2 separate regions of the Mus musculus genome follow, and region 1 is linked to region 2. The links are chromatin contacts, called in public Micro-C maps. All regions are on one chromosome and are shown on one strand. The core of a region is the stretch at or near the end of the contact, and the rest is flanking DNA. Distances in the headings are between cores, read along the strand shown. Region 1 overlaps Dlc1 (deleted in liver cancer 1). Region 2 overlaps Dlc1 (deleted in liver cancer 1).

Region 1 (7,229 bases), core at 1,325-3,824, 85 kb before region 2:
AGGCAGGACACCCGGAAATTCAAGGTCATCCGTGACTACACGGTGAATACAGGGCAAGCGGTGGCTATGTGAAACCTTGTCTCATAAATAAATAGATAGGGAGAAGGTGGTCATCTCCATGTGACTTTGTGGACCCGATTCTGAGACGGGACTTACCATTCTGCAACTAATATCAAGCCGTTTCCCTAGAAGGCCCACGGCAACAAAAAAATTAAACACATCCCCAATCTCACTGGCATGCGCACATGCAAGGGATACAGACCAAAGAGTCCGGATAGACACATCAAAGTGTCCTTGTAAACGGAGATGTATAGACAACAGTCTGCGCACCGCCAGGCCTGAGGAAGGCATTCCAGTCTAGAACAGACTCCGGCTCTCTGAGACGCGTCTCAGATTCAGATTACAGAACGACAAACATTTCCCTGCAGGAAAAGACATATGAAATTTCAGCAAAGTAGGTTTAGTTCGATTACAGGCAAAAGTGAGCAAGAAACGCTTCTTGTATTCGTTCCTCCTAGAATCCGAGCAGGCCACGCTGGTGCGCTGATCCATAGACAGAGCAGCACATCTGGAAACTCTTTGCTCCATCTGTGCTGGGGTTTCAGCCCCGTGCTCGTTCTTCACCATTTCCCATGACTTCAGCTACTTCGCTATTTTCTTTAGTGAAACTATTTAACCCCTGGAGTTTCAGAGGCTGTTTTGTTGTGTTGTTTTAAAGAGGGGGGCCTGCAGGAGACTTCCTCATACTAGTTTTGGGGGTTGTTGTTGTTACTGTTGTTGTTGTTGTTTAGGTTTTTGTTGGTTTTTTTTTTTTTTTGCTTTGTTTTGGGGAGTTTGTTGTTACTGTTGTTGTTGTTGTTGTTTTATGATGTACCGTAATTTAACTTTTTTTTTCATATTTCTTTCAGTATCTGTGCCTACATAAAGGATATAACTGTCAATAAGCGTAAATTTCTGACTAACCCTATGGATACTATTTTAGAATTCCCTTGGTATTTGTTTTAATTGGTTCATTATTCATGTTTAATCTTCGGATCCAAAAGTTTTGATTTTATTTATTTCGTGCATTATTAAATGTCGCAAAGCATGTAAAATAAGGTTGGATACTGCTTTCATAGTACTTACTGTCATCCTGTGTAATTAAGAAAATGGTTGCTATTCCTAAGCCTTAAGTCAGTTACACCAGCGTTGGTCTTTGGGTTGTCAGTTCCTCTTTGGCTTTATTCCGTCTTCAGAGATCTTATCTCATTGAAGATGTGACCCTCCCCAAAGGGTTCTTATTAACACTGAGGGGTGAGAATCGTTGGCTGCTGGCCCCATTTTCCTCCATGGACACACAATTTTAATTCTTGCTTAGAAACCATTCTTTTAAAAATTCAAACAAATTATCATGATACTCAATAGCTACTAAAAGATTTTATCTTACTACTTGTAAGCAAAACTATGTCTACTAAACCCCATATTGTACTTATAAATGTATGTAGCACACTGCACATGAAGAGTCTACAGTAGAAGTGAAAAAAGTAAGATACATATGTATTCAACAGAGAAAATGATCAAGGGTGGCTTATGTAGCGCATAGTCACCTTTATCTTTAGCTATACCTTCGTATCATCTTTAGTGAAGCGACTCATTATTCAGTCTGTGAAATTGAACACCTTTTAAGGTTTTGATAGCAAGTCCATATACAATATGGTGGGAATAGAAGGAAGGTGGATGGCACACTGCACCACCACTAACATTCAGTAAGTCAGTATATATGGGAGCCACGTTCTTGTTCTACATATAAATTTCCCTACAGCCCTGCACATACACCCTCTCTTCCTTCAGAGCTCAACTCTTTCCATCATGAAGCAGCCCAGAGAATATTATTACCAAGCACCAATGCAATAGGAATCCTGGGCTTTGTAAGACGATGAAGTGGGTGTTCGACCCTGGGTAATATTAGAGAGCATGATAGGAAAAGGACTGAATGCGTCAGAGTAAAAGAAAGAGTGGAGAGACCAAAGATACCCAGACACGGGTGGGAAAACCGCACTAGGAGCGGCATCTTTACAATCTAGTCACGATAGAAACAGCCGAGTGACACAGAGTAAACATTCCGTAAATCCAAACATGCTCTGTGTTCTTTAGAGAGGCCACAGGCTTCAGTTTCCTCCTGATGGAAGCGATGTACCCCAGTTTGATCTAAGTGCAGCCAACATTAGCCCTCCGTTCTCTTGAGCTCCCACTTCCTCTGCCTTGCACTTGAATGATGTGATAAGGGGAAACGTACTGGGCGCAAGTGATGTTGGTATGCGCTGCTTTCCTGCTTTGCTTGTTTAGTTGTCTCAGGATTTCCTCTCTCTAGGTCTTGAGAGCACGTCCTTTCGGTGTGAAGGCAGCCTGCCGAGCAAGATAAGTGCTGAGCACTGGGCTGTAAAATTCTCAAGATACCCTGGGCATTTTAGCCAAGGGAGCCGTCACATAAGCCGGAGTTGTCCAAGGAAGCTGGAGCCCGTACAGGGATGGGCGCCTTGAAACTGGAAAGGAAGATCTGAGACATTGCTAGGCTAAGGAAGTGTTGGCAAGGTCAGGACTGCAGGGGTGCTTATGGCTTGATGATGCAATCATGCTGCCTGCCAGCTAGAGCCCAGAGCCTGTGTTCAGAGAGGAAAAGAGAGAGAAATAGGATAATTTCAAGCTCCAACTGGCCTTGGACAGTTATAACTTTACCAAGAACACTAAATCTTATAATCAGAGGTATTACCCCAGCTGCAAGATCTAGATATCCCTATTCTTGTATGCAACAGTAAAAAAGAAAAATTAAAAATCAGGAACTGTTTGTTTTAAATGATATGTTACCATACCAGGAACCATTTGATAATAATCATTATGATCAATATCACTTTTAATAAAGGAATATATATATGCATACACATATATACATATATATATATATATTTGTGAACTTTATATACATATGGACTATATATATATATATGACTTTATAGAGAGAGATGGAGTTTATATATATATATGTGTATATATATATATGTATATGTGTGTATATATATGTATATATATATGGGCTACATATATATGGACTTTGTGTGTGTCTGTGTGTGTGTGTCTGTGTGTGTGTCTCTCTGTGTATGTGTGTCTCTGTGTGTGTGTGTCTCTGTGTGTGTGTGGGGGGGGGGGATACATATATCAATTAATGACTGAACAGAGTTGAACATTTCCCAGTTATGTTTTGTTTTGAGTGACAGGTTTTGTTACATTTGACTTCTATGTTCTTATAACTCAATCGTTTCTTCGATAACAAATAACAAATGACATCAGTAGGATAAAGAGAAGACAGCATGAATTTGGAGAACTAAAGACCTAAAGCTGCTCCTTAAGAACTCTAACTTTTCCAACTGATTTCAGAGCGAATCACCCTTTCACTAAATGCTAGCAACAGCACAGCTACAGGCAAAGAGGTCTGCTTTAAATAAGGGCACTTCCCACTTCAGTGGCAAGGTTGCCACCTCACTTCCTACCGCCAGCCCTGCTGTGTTTTTCTTTTTTTTTTAATATTTTAGCTTCCAGGGTTCTTGCATCATTGACAACCTCATCTTCAGGCCAGATGTGAACTGCTCGCTCGCTCACTCGCTCGCTCGCTCACTCGTTCAGCATGAAATTCCAGAGGCAAAACCACTTCCGTTTCCTTGAGAGCTTGTTTTTCCTTTCTCTACTTGAAATGCTGATGGCACTTACCAATGAAGCACTGCTGTGTAAATAATTAAAAGAAAAAAAATGAGCCAATAGTGTTCCTGTAATCCAGAGCGTGTTAGTTGCATTTTCTGTAACACAACACTAAAACAATTGACCTACACATTTGGGCTTGCCGTTTTTGGTAGTTTTACATGAGCAGCCACTGTTTGGGGTCTGTGGTGACATGTGATATTATGGTGGGAGTGTGAACGTGGGGACAGCTGTCCCCACTGTGACCCAGGAAGTACAAAATGAATAAGGGAATAGATATCACAGTTCCTTAAAAGGACAACTGTAATGACTCAAAGCCTCCCCAGTAGGCCCCACGCTTAGACGCTCGCTCCTCTGTCTCCCAGCAGAGCCACCCTGGGAAACAATCTTAATGCAGTGGCCTCTGAGAGATAGCCAACACCCTAACTGTAGCACAGAGGCTGGTTCCCGACTTCACACAATTATGCTTGCCCTCATCACTGTCTCTTTATACCTTGTAGGTTTACTTCAGAATGAGGTTTCCCAAAGGACCTTTTTTTTTTCCACTCAGACCAGGGTTCCTGCATCATTGACAACCTCATCTTCAGGCTAAATGTCTTAGTTAGGGTTACTACTGCTATGCTGAGACACCATGAGCAAAAGCAAGTTGGAGAGAAAATGGTTTATTTGGCTTGTGCTTTCACATCATAGTCCATCAGTGAAAGGAGTCAGGACAGGAAGTCAAGGAGAGCAAGAACCTAAAGACAGGAGTTGATGCAGAGGGCATGGAGGGGTGCTGCTTATTGGATTGCTCCCTATGGCTTACTCGGGTTTTTTTTAATGGAACCCAGAACCCCAGACCAGGGGTGGCACTTCCCACAATAGGCAGGACCTTCCCCCATCAATCACTAATTAAGAAAATGCCCTACAGGTTTGCCTACAGCCAGATCTTATGGAAGTGTTTTCTCAACTTAGGTTCCGTCCTCTCAGATGACCCTAGCTTGTATGGAGTTGACATAAAACGAGCCAGCACAATTGTGGAAAGATATTAATATAAAATGAAAATTAGCGGAAAAATCCAGTGAAAATACAAGTTGCAAGTTGTTTACCATGAGCGTCAAATAAATATGGAAAGTATTGAGCAGCCTAAGGAGTTTCTCAATGACTACTCTCCTCCGCTCACATCTGACAGCTATCTAGACCCAGAGCAGCCAAGGGCCACACACCGAAGAGATTCACAGAGCAAGAAGTCCCAGCTAACTAAGCAGTTGGAGAAACAGGGGAAAAGGCTTTCTAGGACCTAGTTCCAGAGGCAAGAAAGTCATGTGGCCATCAAATTGCTTTAATGGATATCATGACTTTGTTGTTGTTTTTAACAACTATTCATGAAGGGATTCCACCCCCTCCCAAAAATGCATCTTTCCAGAGGGGCTCTTGTGAAGAGTCTTTGCTGCCCTTCACTGTCTGCAAGTCCCCTTCTGGCCAAGACATGGTCCACCTACACTGTGGGTGCTCTTACCTACGACATGGGACACACATTGTTCAAAGTATCCCAGTGACTCCCGATGCTTCCCTTCTTTTTTTTCTTTTTTTTCTTTTTTGTACTTTGTTTTCCTTTCCTATGGCTTCTTCTCCTCACCCCTTGGTATGCCATCAGAACAGTAGGAGCTCCACTTTTTCCCCCCTGTGCTTTTCTTATTTAAAATATGACATCTCTACTTAAAATGTTTAAGATTACATTATTTTTAAATACTTAAAATAGATTTGGGGTTATTTTTATTGAAAAGCAACTATAAAACATGAAAATTCTTTTGTTGGTAATGATTGCAAATATCTGTTCAAATGTTCTTTTACATGTAATATGTATCCACACAAGTAACATTTATCCCAGTATAATAATAACCTATCTTTATTAGGTTGAAATGTCTGTATTCTATTACACTACATAGATAGATAATAATCAGTATTCAATAGGCAATGAATCTGTCAAGATAAAATTCAAGTTTTCTAATATTGGTATATTAGTAATGTAATAATGTCTTATTATAATACAGTTCAATCCAGTTATCACATCACTATGAAATATGTACATATTCATGTCAGGCCACTTCCTCCTTGGCTAGAGAAAAAGTACCTTCAATGCATGTCCCTGTGAAGATGTGCATTGATCTGGCTTTCAGCTATGCAGTTCTGATGCCTGGCTTCTGTTAGGAAATTGTAAGTGATAGTGAAGCTTGAATACTCAGATTCTTCTTCAAGTTCTCTGACACCCCATCCACACACCCCATCCACACAGCACACCGGTCTTCGAAATCACTGCATTCGTCCCTGTCCTATAATCATGCCTTTTGTATGTCTACAAGTGAGAGGAGGTTCTACTTTATATATTTATGCATGTTTTTACATAAGTATATTATTTTTATTTTTCTAGAGTAATATATAGGAGTGTGATGAGTTAACCAGGATATATTTAACTTTATGTACATAACATGTGTTTATCTACATTAAAACTTCTGAAGTATTTACAAATTAGTTGAACCATTTTCCGATCCCATGAGTAATATATAAAACTTATGTATGGCATTTATAAAGCTCCACATGCCTGCTAGCACATGGTGTGGTCCTTTTTCGTTTCAGTGGCAATGCATCTAAGGACAGTTCATTTTGCTTTTCCCTGTGGTCAGTGTGTCTGAGCATCCTTTTCTGAATGTACTTCCACTGATGAACCTTCTTCCGTGACGTAACAATTGAATCTCTTTGCTCAGGTTGTGGTGACCCCCAGCCATAAAGTGTTTTCATTGCTACTTCTGCACAACTGTAATTCTGCTACTGTTATGATTCATAATGCAAATATCCGTGTTTTCCAATGGTCTCAGATGACCGCTATGAAAAGGTCATTAGACTCCAAGTGGGTTGTGACTCACAGGTTGAGAACCACTGATTTAAGTTGTTAGGTAAGGGTTAAGGTTCTTTTTCGAAACATTTATTTAATTCTTCTAGCATGGTTTGTTGAAAATGATTATTATTATAGCACTTTTTAAAAACATCAACTTACTGTGAAGTGTGCATCTGCTCTTATAATCTCCTATTCGGTTCCATTGTCTACAGCTCCATACCTAAGTCATTATCCCTGTTGACTATGACTACTTACAGGTCATCATAGTGTCAGAGAATGGAACTCTTCCAAGATTGCGCTTCCCTTTTTTGGAAGTTGCTTTGGCCCATTCAGAAATGAACACGATAGAGTGTGTAAAGTCATCCAAATTTGCATTTGGTTTGCTGTTGCTTTAGTCATCTTGTCTATTGTGATCATTGTTATAATCCAACGAATAATTGCATCTAGAAATTATACACAAACACTTCCTGCACTGGGTACATTTTATCTGAAGGTGAAACCGAAGACATGAGCGTTTTTGCTTATTTCTCAGAGTAGAAATCTGAGAGCTTAAAAATCAGCAAGATATTAATAATTTTAAATTCCAGTTTCAATAGTAAGATGCATGAAATAGCTAGTATGAATT
Region 2 (6,383 bases), core at 1,486-3,985:
TCAGCAGTGGTGGGCAAGAGAGAGGTGCATGCTGGGATGAGAAAAGTCAGAGGATTGTAACCACATAAAGGGTTCACTTTTCTTTTTATTTGACATTGTCCTGGTATGCTTTCTGCATCCAGGCTCCCCACATCTAAAGTTGAAACATAAAATATTATCTAATATTTGCATTATTTTTTTACATAAGGAAATAAAAATACTATGGCTGAAGTTATAGTAAATAACTTAATATTTAATTTTAAAATTTAATTACAAAACTTAATGCAGTACATAACTTAAATAACACATGTTTCATCCTAACTCCCTTGTCCAAGAAACCATCTCATGACTTGATATTTCCCTATCCAGTCCATATCTGTATGGTGTACACATGTGAATGAAGAGATAGCTCTAACCTGTAATACCTATATAAGTAGTATATGTTTTCTAAAGCTGAATATCCATACTATTCCAAAACTATTCTTCATTCTTATGTTATTTCCTTTCCGTTCTTCTTGAGGCTCAGTATCTTTTATTCGTCCGCTATTTATAATAGTCAATGAAAAGTAAAATAACTCAAATTCCTGTCTTTCAAATACAATACTCCTTGCTCACGCCCCTGTCCTGAAGCACTCACTTATCAGTTGAGAAGAGTTAGAGAACAACCTTCTAGTTGATCCGTGGGAGGCACACCTGTAACCCTAGCACTTGGAAGTCTGAGGCAGAAGCAACTCAAATTCAAGGCCAACCTGAAGCACATCGTGAAATCTGCTCCAGGGAACACAAAGAAAGTGAGAGGAAGGGAGGGAAGAAGAGAGAGAAGATCGAGGGAGGAAAGGGGGAGAAAGGAGAGAAGGGAGGGATGAAGCTTTTAGTTTAGTCTGAAACTTGTTTCCAATTGACTTCAACCTATTGGTCAGAAGCTATTCTTTAAGCTACACTAGCAAAACCAAATTCCTTCACAGAAGAACTTCATCCACACACACACACACACACACACACAAAAAAAAAAAAACTATGATGATGATGATGATGATGACAACAGTGATGATAAATGCTCTTGAAATATTTTTTCTATGAATTAGACACCCTCAGTTCCATCCGCCGAGGTTCACATACTATAGATGTAGGCAGCAAAGAGTGGCACTCACAGCCGCTTTAGTCTAAGCGGTCACCACTGACACGAGCTGTTCACTTGTCTGTATGCAGGCTTGATATCGACCCGTGCATCGGCAGCTGCCTGTAAGAACACGTCTGGTTGAGAAACTCGGCAGCTTTTGATGTCACCACAGAACGATTGTCATCTGCAGTTGCTGATAAAGTGCATCCATCAACCCCGACAGATAGCTCAGGGAACCTGCCCAGCACTGACGCTACACAGACAATGCAGTATATACATGGGACTAAAACACAAAGATTTGGGGCTTACCACTAACTTCCCCCCACCCCACGTGATAGTGTGTTGTGGTATCAACTTTGGCCCAGTTAATGAGCAACAGCCGTAGCAAATCAGAGACCCATGCTCAGTCAATGGGATGCAGGTTGATTCTCCTAGGTTTACAGTCTTATCCATGCTCAGAGAATAAGTTCAGGCCACCAATACTACTTCTCACCAACCCTGAAGGAGTTAAAAATTATTTCAATGTTTTCTTTGAAATCACCAGAATGAAGGAAGACCTCTCTCCTCATTGCCAGAGGCACTGCTTCTGCCTGTGGCCACGTTCCCAATCAGGTGTGTTGCCTGAGACTCAAAACACCATTTGCAGATCCGTCTGGAACACATCCAACCCCGAGGTACACGGCTCACTAGGGGCTGCTGCAGCTTTTACTTCCAGACAGTCTGATGCCATCAGGAAAAGCATTTCTTATCCCCCCCCCCAAAAATGCGGAGTATGATTTTCATATAATGGTCCGAGGAGCTCAGTAACGATGTATGCAGAGGGCACACAGTGATTCATAGCTACCCACTCAGCTCCCATGGACGTTTCTGAAGTTGACGCTAAATCATTCCAAGCCATTATTGGCATCAGAGTCTTGGAAGCTGTTCTGATTGCAAAAGCAGCCTTGCTTTCCTGAGAAGAATACTGGATCCTCCTCATCCTGGAGATCCTGGTTTGGTGGAAGAATGGGACATTTGAGAAATATCTTGAATACAGGTATAGTTGCTCAGTAGGGACCTAAAGCTTCATTTCTCAATGCAGACTTTTATGAGCCAAGTTTATTCTTACTTGGTTTTTCTCTGTCATAAATCTCTAGTGCAATATTATCTTTAGTGCATATTTAAGCCTCCACTGGAAATCCTGGTGAGTCCATGACGTGGTAGCACTTGCCTTTAATCCTAGCTCTCAGGAGGCAGATGCAAAGCCAGTCTGGCCTACTTAGCATGTTCCAGGCCTACCAGGACCACGTGTATGTATAGATATATGTATAATGTACATGTATATATGTGTGTGTATACATATATGTATTATGCGTGTATATGTGTGTGTGTGTATATATATATCATATGTCATGTATATCATATGTCATAATGCTGTCTAATTTTATAAATCTTTGTATCAATCACACATTTGGATTTTTAAGGGTGTTAAATAGTCCCTTAAAAATGGCCAAACTGGATACTCATTTCCTTCAGTGACTCACTTGAAATGAATTGTTGGTTGAGATCCAGTGAGTACTGGCAGGTCTCCACCTCCCAGGGAGCACCATAGTAATTACAGCTTGCTGGCATTCTTCTCAATGGTTTCCGAAGGGGTACCAGGACTTGAGCACTCAAAGAGATTGAATCATCCTCTACCCTTGAATGTGCTCACTTCCTTTCGTTCTGGCCAAAGGGTTTTGGAAGATATTCTTGTGAACTTCCGTTGCTGGCGTAAGCAGTAGGAAAACAGAAGGTAATAACCAGGATTGGGTTGCCACAACAGAAGAAGAGATAAGTGAATTAGTGGGAAGAGGTGGGAGGCAGTGGGGGATTTCAGCTCTAACGCTGAACTAGCCTCCACTCTGACATACCTTTTATGTGTTCAATGCTGGTATTGTAATAGCCTGTCAGTAAGTATAGTGGATTCCATTATCTTTTAACATCAAAACTAGCATATAAAAAGACTTCAAAAAAATTAAATGGAGTCTCCATCCCCCTACCTCAAAAAATACTGTTCAAGGAATTTTTCTAACATCTGACTTTGACCTAAGATACCATCCTGATGGTCTCCTGAAGACTTAGCCAATAAGGAAGAAGCTGTAGGATCAAGATCCAAAGTAACACTACAGGAGGATAATAGCATGCGTAGCCACGAGGAAATGTGGCTGCCCTTCGCAAAATGAATGGCAGCCAATAGGTTGTTAGTGCACTCTGAGCATGGGAGGTTTCACCACAAGGAAGGCTAGGATAGGTCGGATTGGAACAGCTGGAGAAGTCATGATCAAAGGCATGAAGCATGAAAGAAGAGAGTCTCTCCCCTAACATCCACATCAATCACCCACCCCTTTAAGGAGTTTATCTCCGAATAAATAAATATCTCTGACTGTGCAGGTGGGGGTAGGACTTCAACATATGAATTTGGACATTTCACCCATGATGAACCTTAACATGCACAGACCCTAAAATAAGCTAGACTCTGGACAGTACCTGGACTGTGCTATACCAAGTAAAGAGGGGAGGTTTGGTTGGAATCAAGAAACATGTCTGTAAGATCATGCCGGATGGTTGTCAATAGAGCTATCAGAAGAAAAAGAGTGAAAGCTAATGTCTGGAAGACCGTTATCATTTCTTTTCTTATTCTAAGTCACTCTCCTATCCAATGCTGTGTTCCTAATTGTGTTGTCTTCCTTGGGTGTGTTGGTATAGAATGTATATATGCACATGCCACGTGTATAAGCATACATGAATGTTTGCAAGTGTGTGTGGAAGGCCAGAGGTCAACCCCATTGGTCATTCCATAGACATCATCTTGTACATCATTTTGAGACTGGTCCCTGGAGCTAGTCAATTAAGCTAAGCTGCCTTGCTAGTGAGCTCCAGGATTCTACCCAGCCCTACCTTGCAGCAAAGGTCAAACACAGATCCTTTTGCCTTGCATAACCAGCTCTTTAGCAACTAAGCCATCTCCTCATTCCTGGGTAGCCTTAAAGAGGGCATTTTCCAAAACTGCATAGCATCTACTTTCCCAAACCTAGTTCTATCCTAAATAGAAGTAGTCAACGAATAACACAGCTGACTCCCCTGTGGTGCAGTGGTCCCCCATTATCTGAAGTTTCACTCGCTAAGGTTTTAGTCATTCATAGACAATTGCATTTTGAAAGTATTAAATGGAGCTATCGAAAAGCAAGCATTAATCACTTTATGTTGCATGCCTTTCTTGATAGAGAGATAAAAAAAAAATCTCTCAGTGAGGCTCTGTTCTTCTGGGATCCATATTGTATATGCTACCGGCTCATGAGTTACTTAGGAACTATCTGGATTATCAGTCACTGTCAAGGTTTCACAGTGTTTATGTTTTAATGATTCTTAGCTTACTTAATAGTTGTCACCTTAGTGTCAGAGTTGTGATTCTCGTAGTTGTATTATATTTGCATATTATATGTAAATGTTCTATTTTACATTTAGTTGTTGTTGTTAATCTCTTTCTGTGCCCAAATTATGAGTTAAACTTTATTGTAATTATACATGTATGGAGGACAAAATACATATGAACTATGTATGGTTTCATACTGTCTGTGTATCTGTGATTCTAGCTCTTAGAGCCTACTCTTTAGTAGACAACAGGAAGAGAACCATAAGGAATTTTAAGAAGTCAGAGTAGACCTAACTCAAAGTCACGGGCTTTTACTTTCTTTTTTTATTTTTTTAAGACAGGGTCTTTCTATATAGTGCTGGCAGACTTGTAACTCACTGTGTAGACCAGGCTGGCCTTGAACTCACAGAGGTTTGCTGGCTTCTGTCTCCCGAGTGCTAAGATTCAAAGCATAAGTCATAGATGTTTAAAGGCTAAGAGGACAACAGGAGTTACTACTGCCAGACCCATTATTTTATACACACAGAAAGGGATGCTCTGGGGGTGCAACTTAGCCAAGAACACATGTAGCCCAGACATGAGCAAGGACTAGACCCTAGACTTGGAGCTCTGTTCTGTGGTTTTCTAAAAGAGTCTAGCTTTGCTGAGTTCAAGAATACAAAGGTGGACCCACCATTCTGACTCATCCTCTTGGCTCACAGCTGGAAACCTCTAGTGACCAAAGTCTCGCGGCATCTTAAAATAGCTTCTGTGGTCTACATGGCCTGGCTCATGCTTTCCTCACTCCTCCCAGTCTTTCCAGTCAGTAAGGGTCTACAGAGCAATATGTGATCCCCAGTTCATCTCTGTCTTCCTGAAAATCATGTGTCTACAAAGAGGCTATGGGAATTCCACTTCCTCTCTTCCTGCCAGTCATCGGTTAACTTCCTTGCTTACCGCAGCTTGCTTAAGCAGAACCAACCACATCTATTTTTCCACTTTATCATCTCCTATTGCCGTGTCTATATCACCTCCTCCCAACCTTCCCCCATGCACGGGCTGTTGTCTGGGGCTGTCCTAACCATTGTTGGATTCCTAACCCTCTGCCTAACCAGGAAGTGGAGTAAATTATTGGGGAGAAGAGATCTGGTCTCCTGAGGCTGCTCCTTCAGCTGCCCCCTGACTTGTCTGACCTTCAATTCGTGGAATTATCCTAACCGAGTCTACTTTTGCGTTCACCATACTCTCACCCTCTTCTCTTCTTCACCAGTGATCTAGATCTTTCTCTGCCCCGATTTCTCATCCTAATTCTTCTCTAAATGTAACTAAATCTCAGGTTAGCTCTCTGAGTACCCCCAGATGTATCAATCACTCCCCGCCCCCATTTATGGCTGTTGCCTCTTTCAAAGGCATTTTTTTAGATTTATTTATTTATTTTGTATATATGAGCACACCATTGTTCTCTTCACACACACCAGAAAAGGGCATCAGATTCCATTATAGATGGTTGTGAGCCACCATGTGGTTGCTGGGAATTGAACTCAGGACCTCTGGAAGAGCAGTTGCTGCTTTTAAGCGCTGAGCCATCTTACCAGCTCCCTCAAAGGCAATTTCTTTTAAATGGCTGGTTCTATAGATGTAACTTACTGTGTTACTTAGCACTGTGAGTCCATTCTTGGCTCTAAATGGTGATCACATGGTCCACCAAGGATAGAAGTCTTTCCTCTAACAAAGTCCATTCTCCGAATTTTACCAAAGAGGCAAGAGAGAAAGAATCCCTCAGCAGCAACTGGGACTAGGAGGTATCACAGGAGCAGGCCCCCACTCCCTGCTTACACCAATGTGCAGCATTTGCATATAGTCCAACTCATCAGGTAGCCATAAACACATAGAGCCATGGTGCACCTGAAG

Evidence for each region. A called contact is a pair of places that touch in the nucleus more often than the background predicts.
Region 1: a contact with region 2 is called in a Micro-C map of muscle stem cells, with 4 times the contacts expected there. The contact joins two enhancer-like sites. A contact is called at or near these places in 10 of 484 Hi-C or Micro-C datasets (adipose-derived mesenchymal stem cells, embryonic fibroblasts, forebrain and 3 more), 4 of 115 datasets of contacts at active chromatin or transcription factors (embryonic fibroblasts, heart atrium, hepatocytes and 1 more) and 3 of 9 other capture datasets (adipose tissue, liver and pancreatic islet).

Annotation. Positions count from the first base shown.
Region 1 is chr8:36,741,351-36,748,579 of GRCm38.p6, reverse strand. All of the region lies in intron 5 of Dlc1 (deleted in liver cancer 1), which reads left to right. Among named protein-coding and RNA genes, the nearest start is that of Dlc1, 210 kb to the left of the region's middle. Within about 2 kb of position 2,574, at least 60 of the 459 cell types and tissues checked have an H3K27ac peak or open chromatin away from gene starts, as enhancers often do. A contact at or near this core is called in adipose tissue, embryonic fibroblasts, heart atrium and 2 more, where this site is marked.
Region 2 is chr8:36,656,908-36,663,290 of GRCm38.p6, reverse strand. All of the region lies in intron 5 of Dlc1 (deleted in liver cancer 1), which reads left to right. Among named protein-coding and RNA genes, the nearest start is that of Trmt9b, 200 kb to the right of the region's middle. Within about 2 kb of position 2,735, at least 53 of the 459 cell types and tissues checked have an H3K27ac peak or open chromatin away from gene starts, as enhancers often do. A contact at or near this core is called in adipose tissue, embryonic fibroblasts, heart atrium and 2 more, where this site is marked.